2 separate regions of the Mus musculus genome follow, and region 1 is linked to region 2. The links are chromatin contacts, called in public HiChIP or PLAC-seq maps. All regions are on one chromosome and are shown on one strand. Each heading gives the region's core, a stretch centred on a gene start, on an enhancer-like site or on the middle of the called end of the contact. The rest is flanking DNA. Distances are from core to core; before and after follow the strand shown.

Evidence for each region. HiChIP or PLAC-seq counts read pairs in DNA pulled down with a chosen protein or histone mark.
Region 1: an H3K27ac HiChIP or PLAC-seq map of the NIH/3T3 cell line shows a contact between it and region 2, with 5 times the contacts expected there. The contact joins two enhancer-like sites. A contact is called at or near these places in 1 of 15 datasets of contacts at CTCF or cohesin (the NIH/3T3 cell line), 3 of 484 Hi-C or Micro-C datasets (Th1 cells, bone marrow-derived macrophages and muscle stem cells) and 3 of 115 datasets of contacts at active chromatin or transcription factors (the NIH/3T3 cell line, a colorectal cancer cell line and pancreatic cancer cells).

The regions. Positions count from the first base shown.
Region 1 is chr15:64,467,786-64,475,025 of GRCm38.p6, forward strand. No RefSeq gene overlaps it. Among named protein-coding and RNA genes, the nearest start is that of Gm46509, 32 kb to the right of the region's middle. Within about 2 kb of position 3,951, at least 46 of the 459 cell types and tissues checked have an H3K27ac peak or open chromatin away from gene starts, as enhancers often do. A contact at or near this core is called in the NIH/3T3 cell line, a colorectal cancer cell line and pancreatic cancer cells, where this site is marked.
Region 2 is chr15:64,150,971-64,157,628 of GRCm38.p6, forward strand. Asap1 (ArfGAP with SH3 domain, ankyrin repeat and PH domain1) reads right to left here. Exons shown (of 31, transcript NM_010026.3): 12 at 2,874-2,882; 13 at 1,860-1,960. Among named protein-coding and RNA genes, the nearest start is that of Gm20717, 56 kb to the left of the region's middle. Within about 2 kb of position 5,066, at least 65 of the 459 cell types and tissues checked have an H3K27ac peak or open chromatin away from gene starts, as enhancers often do. A contact at or near this core is called in the NIH/3T3 cell line, a colorectal cancer cell line and pancreatic cancer cells, where this site is marked.

The DNA of each region.
Region 1 (7,240 bases), core at 2,701-5,200, 320 kb after region 2:
TGATTTTGTTAATAACATGGGAAGATACAGACAAGTGTGAGCATCACCATTCCCTAGGTAGGGGAATCCTGAACTATATAAGTGTAGAGAGTGAAGTGAGCTGAACACCGATGAGCACACGTTTCTCTTCACTTTTGACTGCAGATATGTGATGTGATTAGTTGCCTCAAGTTCCTGCTTTGACTCCCTTGAAGTGATGGACTGCGACCTGGGACTGTTAGCGAAAAGAAAGCCTTCCTTTCTTAAGTTGCCATATTTAATCATAGCAACAGAAATCAAGCTAGGATGTATGGGCAAACAAAAATGATACAGATCCTTCCCATGGAATAGTATCTTTAAAAAGAATGGAAATTCTAGCAGATGCTGCCCTGAGGAACATTAGGGACAGTGTGGCTCTGCTCAGGTGAGATGCCTGGAAACTGAATGAACCAGGCACCTGGTGGAAGGGCAAGTGTGGGAATTGTTTACTTACTTATTTTTTAGATTCAACAATTTATTCTTGGAAGAAGCATCTGCTAATTCTGTGCACTGCACAGTTTGTATTCGGAGACATTTCCGTTAGATCATCTGATGCGACTTCTCTTTGGGGCAACATCAAGGGGTGAAATGATAGCAAACTGACAAAGATTCATAAAGAAACCAGGATCGACATGTGGTCTAAACACAGAGTGAAGGGAGGCTTTGAAATAGTGGGATGCGCATTCCCCTTTAATGAGGAATCAGTATATGCTAAGCATTTGATGAGGACAACGGCATCTTTTGGAGTGGTGATGAATCAAGCCAAGCTACAAAGTGCCCAAGTCTAGCTGCAGACTCTTGTACATAAAGATACAGCTAAATGTTCTTCCTATGCAAGGAACTTTCTATTCATCCTTTATTAACACATGTCATTTCCAGTGAGAGTTGGGAAAATGGCACTAGGCTTTATGGCTAGGAGGTCAGTGCTTAGGTAGCCACATCCACAAGGTCTCAGTGCTCAAAACAGCCACACAGTTTCAGAACTAGGAATGCAGAGTAAAAATGGAACAATAGTCATCAAGTTTAAATGAAGCAACTGGAATCACCTGTCCTTCTGGATGTCACTTTATGTCTTCCCTCTCCATTCCATAACTTGACAGATGAATAACAGAAGTCCGTGTACTGTTGATGATCACCCAGGAGCATATGTAAACGTGTTTACATGTTTATATGTTTATATCTTACCAAAATATCAAGAAAACAATGTGTCTTTCCAAGATATCAAGGAAACTTATTGAATTCTTTGAAACATCATTTAGCTCCCCAAGAGATGCTGATCATTGTTACTAGACTCAGAATGATGTTTGTACTGTTTTAGTTTTGGAATATATTAATTATACAGAATCTTGGGGTTCATTGTAGCATTTTAATTTCACTTGACAATAGTTACTCCCATTATCACTATTGTTCCCTTCCTGCTCCCCTTTCTCTTCTTTAAAAACTATGGATGCACTTGTTATACTTTTAGATTTGTTTACTTTATGTGTATGAGTGTTTGCCTGTATGCATGTGTATGTGTATCACATTTGTGCTTGGAGGTCAGAAAAACTCCCTATTCCAGAGGACTATAGTTACAGATGCTGTGAGTCACTTTATGGGTGCTGGAAACTAAACTGGGGACCTTTCTCTGTTGATCAAGAAAGTAAAGGTTTGTAATTGAAAAGACCCATGATTACACAACACATGCCAACAGGAAACCTATGTCGTAGGGAAGAATAGTCTTGAGAGGGAACTACAGGTGTTTGTACATGCATGTGACATGACATACAGACAGGGTGCATCACCAAAGAGCTTGAAGTAATAGAAGACAGATGGCTAAGCATTCACAGAATAAAAGGCACAATAAATACCATGATTCATTCATGTTGGGAAATACATGCAGGCACTCTGTTTCTCATTGGAAAACACTGGTCAGTAAACAACATGCCCACCACTGAGGCCAGGGGATGAGATGGCCCAGCTCATTGTAGGACGTGTCACCCCTGGGAAGAAGTAACAATACAAAAGAAAAAGAGACCATGATTTCAAGAGGGAGCAAATGGGGAGCAGTATACATTGGAGGGAGGCAAAGGAAAGGGGAAATGATGGACTTATATTTTAATTAAAGAAAGAAAACAGATTGAACAAGTCATGGGGAGCAAGCCAGTAGCAGCATTCCTCCATGGCTTCTGCTCTCATTTGTAGCCTCCCCCAGCCTTGAGCAGGCTGGCTCAGACCTGTTCTGCCACTGTCAGCTAGCCCACCTAGGTCTATTGTTCTGCCCACCTCTGCAGGTTTTCTCCAAGATGCCACTACCTGCTGAGAGGCTGAACCTGTCTTCCTGAGGGGATCCTGAATAAGCAACAACCTGGTGACAGAGTGACAAGAGCCTGTTGACAAAGCAATGAGAGCCTGGCATGGTGGGGGAATGGGCCTTCCCCTTTATAAGCTCAGTAAACTTTGGGCCTTGATCAGTATCTTTGTCTTGGTCCCATATTTCTCTCACCAGTCTCTTTCCATACAGCCCCAGCCTCCTTTTCAGGAACCCAGTTTGTGTAGCTGTGGGCAGCTACAGTCAGTTCTTGTCATACTTGAGTTCCTTCATTGGCTTCAAGGACTGATGCTAATCCTTTCTCCCTAGGTTGGTTTTGGTCAGTGTTTTCTTACAGCCGTAGAAACCAAACTAATATATTCTTACTGTTTCTGAATTTTTGAATTATGACCAGAAAACCTTTACCTATTCTCAGACCATAAAGGAACACACACATCTTTTCCCTTCAAACTGTAGTTTCACTCAGCAATACGTTGATGATTTCACGTCTGCTTTTATGTGTGAGATGTGTATCTAATTTTAACCTTTTCAAAATGGCTACCCGATTGTCTCAACATCATATATTAAAAGTCAATGTTTGCTCCCAAGAGTGTTTTTTAAACACACTTACAGGACAGTTTGGCCAGATAGAATGCATGGCTCAAATTGTGGGTTAGAGTGTACTGCCCAGGTTGATTTATCCCAGTTCGAGTGACACTGACCTCTGGTTGGCCAGCTAAAACAAAGTTGGTCATATCAGGCTGGTGTTGTGATGACAAAGTCTGCAGCAGGGGAGACTCTGTGGCCAGCCCAGCATCTGGATTCTGGCCCCTGGGCCTGTGGATTGATTCCATGGTAGCTGTCCAATTTCTTGCCTGTGGTTATTTCCACATGTTGAAACATCACCAGCTGCCCTTAGCCCCAAATTACTATGCTGTGTTTTTCCTCTGGCCTTTAAAAATGCAAGGCATCCTTCTAAATACTAGTTTCAAAGTTTGCTTTGCACTATTCTTATTCTAAATCCAGATGACCCTGGTGGTGTAGCAAAGGGGTGAAGGCATCAAGAGAAAGGTCCACGTGTCTCTTGGTGGTCTTTTTATCTGTCTGGACTGGTATTAGATTGAAGAAACCAGAGATGTTGTATCTCTTTAGGTAATAAGCACATATTGAATGCCTACTGTATACTATCGAATGCCTACTAAGGCTAGTTCTTGTCAAGCCCTGGATAAGATACAACCCTGGTTCTTGAGCTAGAGCACATGACCTAAGAGGCAGCCTAGATAATAGCTCTTAGAAGGAGAAAGTGTTAACTACTGTTAAAAGGATAGGGGAAAGAGAAATCTGTGGTTTGAGATTTTTCAAGATGGTGAGGAAGGTTGGAGGAAAGCTTTCTAGATAGTTCTTTACAATAGCAGCAAGAAGGAATATGTTTCATATTTAACCAATTAACCCAAGCTTCAGTGTACTGCCACCTTGTAGGTGTCCATACTAAATTCACTTTGCAGCAGAGGAAACTTGGGTCTAGAGAAACAGATGTTCACAGAGCTTCTGATTCCAGTGTCCTCCTTCTGCCATAGCCCCTCCTGGATGTTTTTCTCAGGTTTCCTTGACTTTAAAGGAAGATGGAAGCATATCTGGCCTGCATTCTTTGGGACTGTGATTCATTTTCTCTGATGCTGTGGAATGTCCTCCTCCAGGCACAGCTTGGACATTGCCCTCTCGAACTGTCAACATCTATAATTACCCAAAGGAGATGTCACAAGACTGATCTCATTCACTTTCCATCGCAGAGGGGACCCAGGACTCACAGGACCCTTTTTACACAGGGATGTAGAGATCCTTAACAGTTGCTGGAGTCTCCAAGAGATTCTTCTCTTTAACAGTGTACATTGCCAACTCTTCACTCTCTGGTGAGTAATTCTGATTAACTCTTTGTTTCATCAAACTAAAATTGAGTGGTATTGTTATTGTCTGCCTTTTTTTTTTAATGAAATTGGTGTTCTACCTGGGAAAAGCAGATGTTTACTGATCTCCACAAGAAAAGTTCCCACAACACCAGCCCATTTCTGAGTAGGTATAGATCAGTATAATTTTCCCTCCTATTCCTTCCCTCACACATCCCTCGTTTGCACTTCTTCCTTTCTGTTCCCGTTTCAAAGGGGGCATCAATACTCTTAATAAAACCATCTTCAGATGGCTGAACACATGTGTCAGGATGGGAAATGACAAATACCACCCCATCAAGGATGATTATTGTAATTTTCTCCACTCCAATAGGCTCACAAAGACCAGACAACAATAGCCAATAATAGCAGTACACTTTAGTAAGTTGCTATGAGCCTTTGGCTCTGGTAGGGACTTTAGATGGAAAATGTCATTGAGGCATGTGACAAATCAACAAGGGAGCACTGCCACCCTTGTTTATAGGATGAAACCAGTGGGACTAGGGTTCAGCATGACAGCCAAATATTGTTCTCTAGAAGCAGTTTGGATGAGAAACAGGGAAAGAAGCCTTCGTTCTTTCATGTCCTCTGCCCACCAGGGGCTTCACTTCCTGACTGTTAATTTCTATTGACTCTGCCTCTTTTACATATCCACCCCTGGTTGGCTCCTCTGCTAGAAGCAGGGTTAGAAGCTGGCCTTGAAGTTCTTGTGAAGAAATTTTGGGTCACTCCTTGCCCAGGCCTAGTGAGAAGCTCAAATGATACCCTTCTGAGCTGCAGCATGTATTCTAGTATGCTCTGTATTAGAGCATCGAGGGGGGATAGCTTGGAGGGCCAAGATGAAGAAGCAGAATGGCAAAGGAGATACGTTCTGGGTTGTGTTTTCTTTCCCTTGCCCAGCACAGCACCACTTCTGCTTGGTCCTGTACTGTGACTGTCCTCACCTAACATGACTGTCCTCAGCTAACATGTGGGACACAGGGTTGCGCTCCACCTTTTTTTTTGGTCATTTCTTGAAAAGTGTTGGCTGATTCTCAGAACATATGAGGTGCTTCCAAAGTGGTTTGCCAGGACTTGTTCTCTGGTGAAGAAGGAGAGGTGGTGAAGGGAACATCTGATGTATTAGTAAGAGTTGTATGGATAGAAGAAAAAGAAGTTGAAGTGGACCCAGCATATCACGGAGGATGTGGGAGTAAGCTAAGTGAATTCATCTCTTCTGGTTTCTCTGAAGCCAGGATCCTCATGTACCCCCTGCCCTTTCACCTATCTCTGTAAAGGCTTCCTGTGGGGTGTATATGCCATGACCTTCATTCCAGGGTGTTGTGAAGAGATCAGCTTTACCTCCAACTCACAATTTCATACATCTTCATTTCTGGCACAAGGCCTAAGCTGGATTCCTAAGTTTGCTGTTGGTATTGGAGATTGGAAGAAGGGCCAATTTCAAAGCCATAGTCCAGCCATAGGAGGAGCCTAGCATCCTCACCTAGAAAAGAAGACTGAAGGCTGAGGTCAAGAAACAAGGTGTGCTTTGTCTTTTTTAGTGCTGACTAGCTAGGGAAAGTCCCTACATGATCCCCTTGGAAGAACCATCTCGTAAGTTCGGCCACCAGCCACCAGCCACGTCCCCTTTATTTCTTTCTCTTCCATGCTACTAATTCACATCCCAAGTACTTAGCACTTATCAGCGAGATGAAGGTTGACTTTTGCTCATATTATCTCAGGTTTTAGCTTCCTCTGGTTTAAATCACTTCTCTCCCTGTGACATCCGCCTGTTTAGAAGCTTGGCATATGTGTGCCATTGCTGTGTAATGCATTTCTCCATACTTAGCACTGAACATTGAAATCAGCCCTCCTAATCACATAATCTTGTGGGTCAATGTGATGGCTTTTCTCAGTTTTCAACTTGACTATAACCAGAATGAAGTACAATCCAGAAACGGAGAACATGCTTGTGATTCAGATGTTTAGGCAGGAAGACAATATGCCTTTGATCTGGACCTTGAGGCTGGAAGATTCAAATCTTGAGGTGGGACGTCACATGCTTTTGATCAACACATGCATTTAATCCAGACCTTGAGGCACACCTTGGTTCTGGGCCATACCTTCTGCTGGATGCCTATATAAAGACATTGGAAGAAGGAGGGGTTAGTTTGTTTTTTGCCTCTTTGTATTCTCTTTGCCAGCACATCCATCCACTGGAGACTACTTCTTCAGGATTCCAGCCTATACAGAAGAGCAGCTGAAACACCCAGCCTCTTGGGACTGAGCAACTACTAGAATTTTGGATTTTCCATTCACAGCTGGCCACTGTTGGATTAGTTGGACTGCAGCCTATCGGTCATTCTAATATATTCCCTTTATATGCACATTCCATTAGTTCTGGGACTCTAGAGAACCCTGACTAATACAGCCAGGAATCTGGGAGCCACTAGTTTGGGATCCTGCTGTCTACTAGGCTGCCAGGTGGGGTTGTGGCTGTGGCTTGCCCACATCCCTGCTCTATTTACAGACCATGGTTTCTAGGCATTGCCCTGGATTTGATCTTTGCTTATAATGTTTTTCTACCTTTGAAATTTGTTTACAATCTAGGGAAATGAGAGCTTTAGAATCATCAAGCCCTAGCTCTGTCTCTTTTATGGCTCATTCCCCAGTTTGTCCCTCTCCTCTCACACTTGATTGTAAGCAGTAGGAAGAAAAGTTGCCCAGGAAGATTCTTAAGGAGAGAAATGCAGTTTGCTAGCTCTACTCTGTACTTTCTAAGTAACTGCAGCAGAGAGTGTTGACAAGATTTCTGCTGAGCCACTACTAAACCTTTCTGTCTCTCAGCTTCCAGTAAGGTCATCTTTGATTTCCTATATTCTTAAAGCCCAAAGTCTTAAAGTTCTGTGCTCTTCAAGGAGTTATTTATTTGTTTAGGTGTCTTTGTAGACATGTTTAATGCATGTATGTGTATATGCATGCATGGGGAAATTAGAAGTCAATGTTGGAT
Region 2 (6,658 bases), core at 3,816-6,315:
TTCTTGCACAAGGACTGGGGCTGGGTCTGATTAGAGGCAGCACCTGTCAGTCACACCTGCAGCAGCTTCACTCAAGTGCTCCTGCATCTCACTTCACCCTCACAGGAGCCTGTTCAGGTCTCAGTAAGGCACTGCTCTCTACCCATGATAAACTGCCGACTTGGAGAGATCAGTGCCTGCGAGGCTCACTCACTGTACTTAAAGTTTCACTCATTACCTGTTCTTACTCACATATATTATGGAAACACAATATAAAACAAGTTCTCATATCTTCTTACATGGTTAATAAAGCCAAGGAAATTAAAAGGCTCTCAGCTTTTTGGCTGAGGTGGCTAATGAGGTGCTTCCTGGTCACCAGAGGAAAGAGGAGACTCCCAAGACATCCCCTGCATGCGTGGGGGCAAATGCGCCTGCCCTTTGTGAGCACTTTTGACAGCTCTGCCTTGCTCCTGGGAAAGTGACCTCATACAAATAAGAAAGCATCGGTGGGGCTTCAGTCCATGTCATCACTTGGCATCCTCCCAGCAAAGCTTGGTGGTTTTGCTCATGTATCGTAACCCTTAGAGACTCTCTTTATCTGTAGCATGAGAGTATCTGGGATTACTCTGAGAAAATACAAGCAAGCAATGGCTCCTATAAGTACCTTTGAGGCATAAAGTTTTAAAGTTATTTAAAAAACTAAAATTGTTCTTTCATTTTTTATAACAGTTTTTAAGTAACAAGTATTGCAAAAGTGGGTTAAAAATTACTAATGCAATTTGCATGAAAATGAAAATCACGCAACATACAAGTGCTTACTCTTAAGGGGTCTGTCTTCACGCAAAAGAGGTGCAGCATTTCTCTCTTCCCCAGAAGCCATCAAAAGCAACTCTGGATTAGTACTCATCTCTCATGTATGAATATGAAAAACGTATATGCCGCCTTCGTTTCCAACTCTGAGAGTAGATAACTCTCCTCTGCTCCTTTCCTTCCCAGCGTTCTCTTTCAGGTACGGACTGAAGGCAGGGCCTTGGCCATGCTGCACTGAACCATCTCCTTTATCTTTCTCCATTTCTTTCCAAGGATGCATGACAGGAAAGGCATATTGCCTTAGCTTTTATCTTCTAGCATCTAGCCGTGTGCTTCGGATGCTAGAATGTTTTCTGTGTGTGTGTGTGTGAAGTGAATGTTTGAAGGGGGAACAGACTGAAAGAAAGAAGACAGCACAAGCTTGAGCCAGTTTTTGTCTTCAGTATGTCCAGAATGGTCAAAGGCAGATACGGACATTTTGAAAGACAAACGCTAGATGCCTGATGCTAAGTTAGAGCACCCAGGCTGAAGTCTGGGCTCTCTCTCACTGTCGGTGCAGTCCTGCGGGCTATGCATAGATGAGAAAGAGGTGTGGCCACAGGGAGCAGGTGCTCACAGAGAAGACTCAGAGTTCAACTACACAGGACTCATGAAAAAGACTTCACCCCTGAGCAGAAGCAGCTGAGATGACAAGAAGCCTATTATTTTTAATTAGAAAAGGGAAGGTATGTGATAGATTGGTTGTGACAGAGACAATGTCACAGGTTACCCCAAAGGTTGGGGTTTGGGCAGCCAGGTGCCATCTCAAGGAGAGAATATGACAATGATAAAGCAGAGCTGAGCCTCCCTTCTCAGCTTTCTACAAGTGTAAGTCACAAGCAAGAGGTGTTACCTGGACGCAGAACAATCGTTCTTCTTGTAAGGACAGCACGTTAGGCCAACTATTTAAGCAGAACCAGCTCAGAAAGCTTTTAAGTATGTTTTCGCAACAAGAGCCTGGACACCGTCCCAGGGAGAGCACTGCCTGGGCATGCTTGCCTCACACTGGGCTGCCAGGGCTCGACACGTACCCATCACTCTTCTTCAGCAGGAAGCCCTTCTTTTCACTGCCGTACTCCTTGTTGCCCTGGAGCTGATGCATGCTGTACCCACCTTGCCGGCTCTGAGAGTCCTGGAAAACAGAAGCACAGACTGGCAAATGCTGTGCTGCCCCTGAGCCTTTGCCTGCTGGCCTGTGCCTGGGGGAATTATGGACTTTGGGAGCTGTCCAGGCCTACCTTTTATTTTAGCAGAAGAAGTAGGACATGTCAATATTTTGCCTGACTCACAAACCAAGTCCTAGGCAGAGCCCAGGGTCCGGGTCTAGTTTAGTACTGATTCAAACACAAAAGAAACAGGGCTCTGATTTAGGCTCAGTGTTCACTCACAGCAGGAAGCAACAGGAAGGGCTAAATGGGAAGAGAATGCAGGGAGTGTGCAAGCTGGCAGTGTCTTCCCTCGGCTGTACCTATTCTCCTTTACGTGTGTGCTGGAGTCCTCTAAATAAAGGACATCTTCATTAAAAAGATTTCGGAGCAGGGCACTGGCAATCAGCATACAAATCTTGTAACTATCTATACACTGAGCATCTATAATTAAAGTATCTGAATTCTGAAACCTTTTGATTACTGAAATGCCCAAAACCATCCTGGATTTGGGAGCGGTTTGGACCTCCTGAGTTACCCAGTTAGTAAACTATGCAAACATTCCACAAAAGGAACAATCTGCCTACGGCTCTCTGCAAAACAGACTGATGCCGATGAGTTTAGTCTGAAATCAGCATCCTACGGTGTGAAAAGTCTAGGATGTGACAAAGCATGCACACTCCAGCAAAAGAAACAAGCAAGCCTGCTTTCACTTTGGCACTCCACTGGTACCTAGCCGTGGACGCTAAGGACAGAAAGACAAGACACAATGGCCATACTATGAAAATCCAAGAAGTAAAATACAAATGAAACAAATAAACATATAGTGGAGTTGCAGCAAGAGGACAAGTCTCTAGGTACATAGTAGGACAACGCATTCTCACAAATGTATTAACTTACTCTTCTAGACTTCGATCAGGAAGGGCAAAGCAACAAAGAAAAAAAAAGGCAGAAGATTGAAAATAGTTAATTGTGTTAAAAGCTCTGTCAGCCATTACTTAAGCAGTTTATAAAATATACATAGAAAAGATTATTGTAAAGATGTACCAAAAAACACATCCATGATCATAATAGAATCTGGATGATAAAGCAGTAAAATATTTCTATACCAATCAAATCAAGTGTTACATATTTTAGCTCATGTGTGGTGAGGAGATAAACACAATGAAGATGATAAGGCGTACATTTCTCAGTAAATGGTAACATCATTCAAAATGTGGGAACACAGAACCAATGCCTCAGTAAAACCAAAATAAACTGAAAACTCAGAATATCAGAGCCACATATTGTGATGTCCTCTGTATTCTTGTTTCCCAATTGAAATGTGCATGTGTGTGTGCATGTTAGTGGATGCACCCACATACGTAGGTACCCATGTGCCATTCTCCTAGGTCCAACAGTGTGTACTTGCAGAGTCTTGGGATCCAATGTATAAGGCTTTGTAGAGGATGCTTGCACTCTGACCACTCCTCTCCTTCTCTCCCAGAAGGCTTTACCCAGTAGGCTGAGACTGATGAAAGGGGTTACAAGTGACATTCTTTTTGTCTGTCTGTCTGTCTGTCTTCCTTTCTTTTACTCTAAAGATAATTTTATTTTATTAACATTTATTTTATCTATATGAATGTGTTGCCTCTGTGTACCATGTGCATGCCTGGAGTTCAGAAGAGGGAATCAGATCCCCTGCAGTAGGAGCTAGGGGTGGTTGTGAACCACCATATGGGTGCTGGCAACTGAGCTGGGACCTCTGTCAGAGGAGCAAGTTTTCAACTGCTGACTCATCTCTCCATCCCTATTAGTCACTTCTCCCTTACTGTAAGGAAGTTTGTTTTCAACAGGCCAGATTCCTTCCATAAAATTGAACAAATCAGATTATCTGGAACAGGGTTGTGGGGTAGAATGAGATCTAGGAATCTCTTACAAAATTTCTTAATGTTTACTTTCTAATGTTTCTGTTTACATTTTTTTGTACTCACTTATGTATGTATGTATGAATGAATGTATGCATGTATTTCGTGTGTGTGTGTGTGTGTGTGTGTGTGTGTATGAGGAGGAGTGTAAATTCCAGGAATCAGTCTCTCCCTCTACCACATGGGTACCAGGGACTGAATGTCAGTCATCAATCCTGGAGGCAAGCACCTTCACCAGGTGAGCCACCTTGCCAGCTTCTAGAGTTTACTTTGAAATACAACCATGGTCTTGGTCAGCACAGTACAGTAGTCCAATAAATCCTTCCAGATCTGTATTTTTTTCTCTACAATTCCAGAAATTAGCTAATTAATGACTTTCATAGGTTAATAAATGTACATAAATTATTTTTACTTCATTGAGAAATAATGGCCATTCAGCTTGCTTAGTAGAAGTTTTTTTTTTTGTTTTTTTTTGTTTTTTTTTTCCATTTGTTTGTTTGGTTTTCTGAGACAAGGTTTCTCTGTGTAGCCCTGGCTATCCTGGAACTTGCTCTGTAGATCAAGTTGGCCTCAAACTCAAAAATCTACGTGCTTCTGCCTCCCAAGCACTAGGATTACAGGCATGTGCCGCCATCACCACCTGGTGCTTAGTAGCAATATCAATAAATGAAAAGTGAATTTAGTTTCGAGAAAGTACTGGAAAATTATCGTACTACTTATAATTTAACACATACAACTAAAGAATGAAATAGATTTTGAGTTGTTTTGATAGCATGAGAGAAATCAACTACATATTCAGGAAAGAAAAATGCAAATTCCAAACTCATTTAGGCAAAAATATGCAACACTGAAAATAAACAATGAACTTGAAACCTTTGGGCAATTTTGTGCCAAGAGCTAGGAAATGTATCTACCTCACTGAGTCTGCCTTACTGATTTCCAATTTGACCTCCTGCACCCTAGCAGAGATAGGGAAATCACTTTCTTTGAAGCTACACTGACATGTGACATGCACTATTAATCTGTAAAACCTCAACCCTCTGAACTGAATGCAATTCCTAGTCACTGATCTAAGGTCTTTGTGAATGCTTTCTGGTATTCAATGAAAACCAAACCTTTACCACAGGACTTCCCATTTCCAACGGCAAGTGTGTGGTGGGTGACTAAGCTCTGGGTAGGGTTTGGCACACTGAAGAGAGGGAGGAGTGACATGCTGAGCGAGTCACCTTGCATCCACACCGTGAAAGGCCCACTAGTTCTCAGACACTTCTGTGTTTCATACACACAATGCATAGAATCACTGTTAGAAAGGGAAGAGTTACAGCCCTAGAAATAGTTCAGCAGCAAGCAGTTCTTTCAGGAAGCGGGGCTGTTATCTAAGGTGAAGGTAAGTCATTCCACTGAACATTTAGTAAAAAAAAAAAAAAAAAAAAAAAGGAAAGTAACTTGACTTGATGGAGGAAAGAATAATCTTTCCAAATATCTGGGGATCCTGTTCATAGCTATTTTAACAGTCGCTAGGCTTTTTTCCTTTTGCATTTGTTTATTTGTGTGTGCCCCTCTGCTGACGTCAGAGGACAACTTGCAGAAGTTGGTGCTCTCCACCACAGGCGTCTAGGAACCAAGCTGAGGTCGTCAGTCTTGGTGGCACCTTGTCAGGTCATCATCTATTTGGCCCACTAAGATTTGACCTGCCATTGTAAATTTGAAGCTCTGTGGTAAAGGTTTGGCCGTTGACTTTCTTTTTAATTGTCAACCTGACACACTCTAGAATCACCTAGGAAGGGAGCTTCGTGGAGAGTCTGGTGAGGGTCAGGTTGACCTCTGGAAGGGCTCATGGCTATTGCATTAAGTGAGATGAGGAGATCCCCACACCCTGGATGCCCCACGTCCTACACAGGGGATCCTGGATAGCACAAGAGTAGGGAACGTGAGCTGAGCACGAGAACACACTCATTAACTCACTGCTCTCTGCTCCTGACTGCTCCAGCTCTCTGACTGACGTCCTTGCAGCCTGGACAGTAACCTGGGGCTGTGCCTGTGCTTCTTTTGCGTTGCTTTGGTCAGGGTATTTTATCACAGCGCCAGGAAGCAAAACTAAGACAGTGTCCTTCAATCAAGTCACATTAGAAACTGGTGAAGTCAGTTAGGTGGTTTGCTGGGTGCTTTTAATTTCTCATAAAATAGTTTCGATTACTTTGCACTCTTTCAAATGTTAGGAGGACAAGAACTCTCTGGTGGATATCGTCCTTCACATTTACTTGGTAGATAGTTTCTATTATCTCGAAGTCACTAAAAATAATTAACTTGCTAATTATTTTGCAACAAGAGGTGATAGTGTTAGAAAGGGATGGGTGGGTATGCTGTTAAATGACAATTTTAGCTGCAAAATATTTAGGAGGAGTGACAATTAAAACCCATTAATTAACTTCAAGTAGAGTTAAATATAATCACTTCATGCTCATTTCACCTCCTAGATACTCCTTCTGTCATGAAACTTTGCTTCTTAGCCAACCTGAGTAGAATACATCAATACCTATACAAGGCAAAATGACTTTGCTCTTGGATAGCAAAACAAAGATAGGAAGTGGTTATGTGCGAACCAGTCAAGCCATCACAGCTTCCTTTAGACAAATGTCTACTCTTTCTCCTTTCCATTTGGGCCTTTCTATTTGCATGTACACTTAGAAATCATTCAAGAATACTTCTCTTTATATCCAAGCAGAGAGTATGTGTGCTTCAGCTTCTAATTAAAACAAAACAAAACAAAACAAAAAA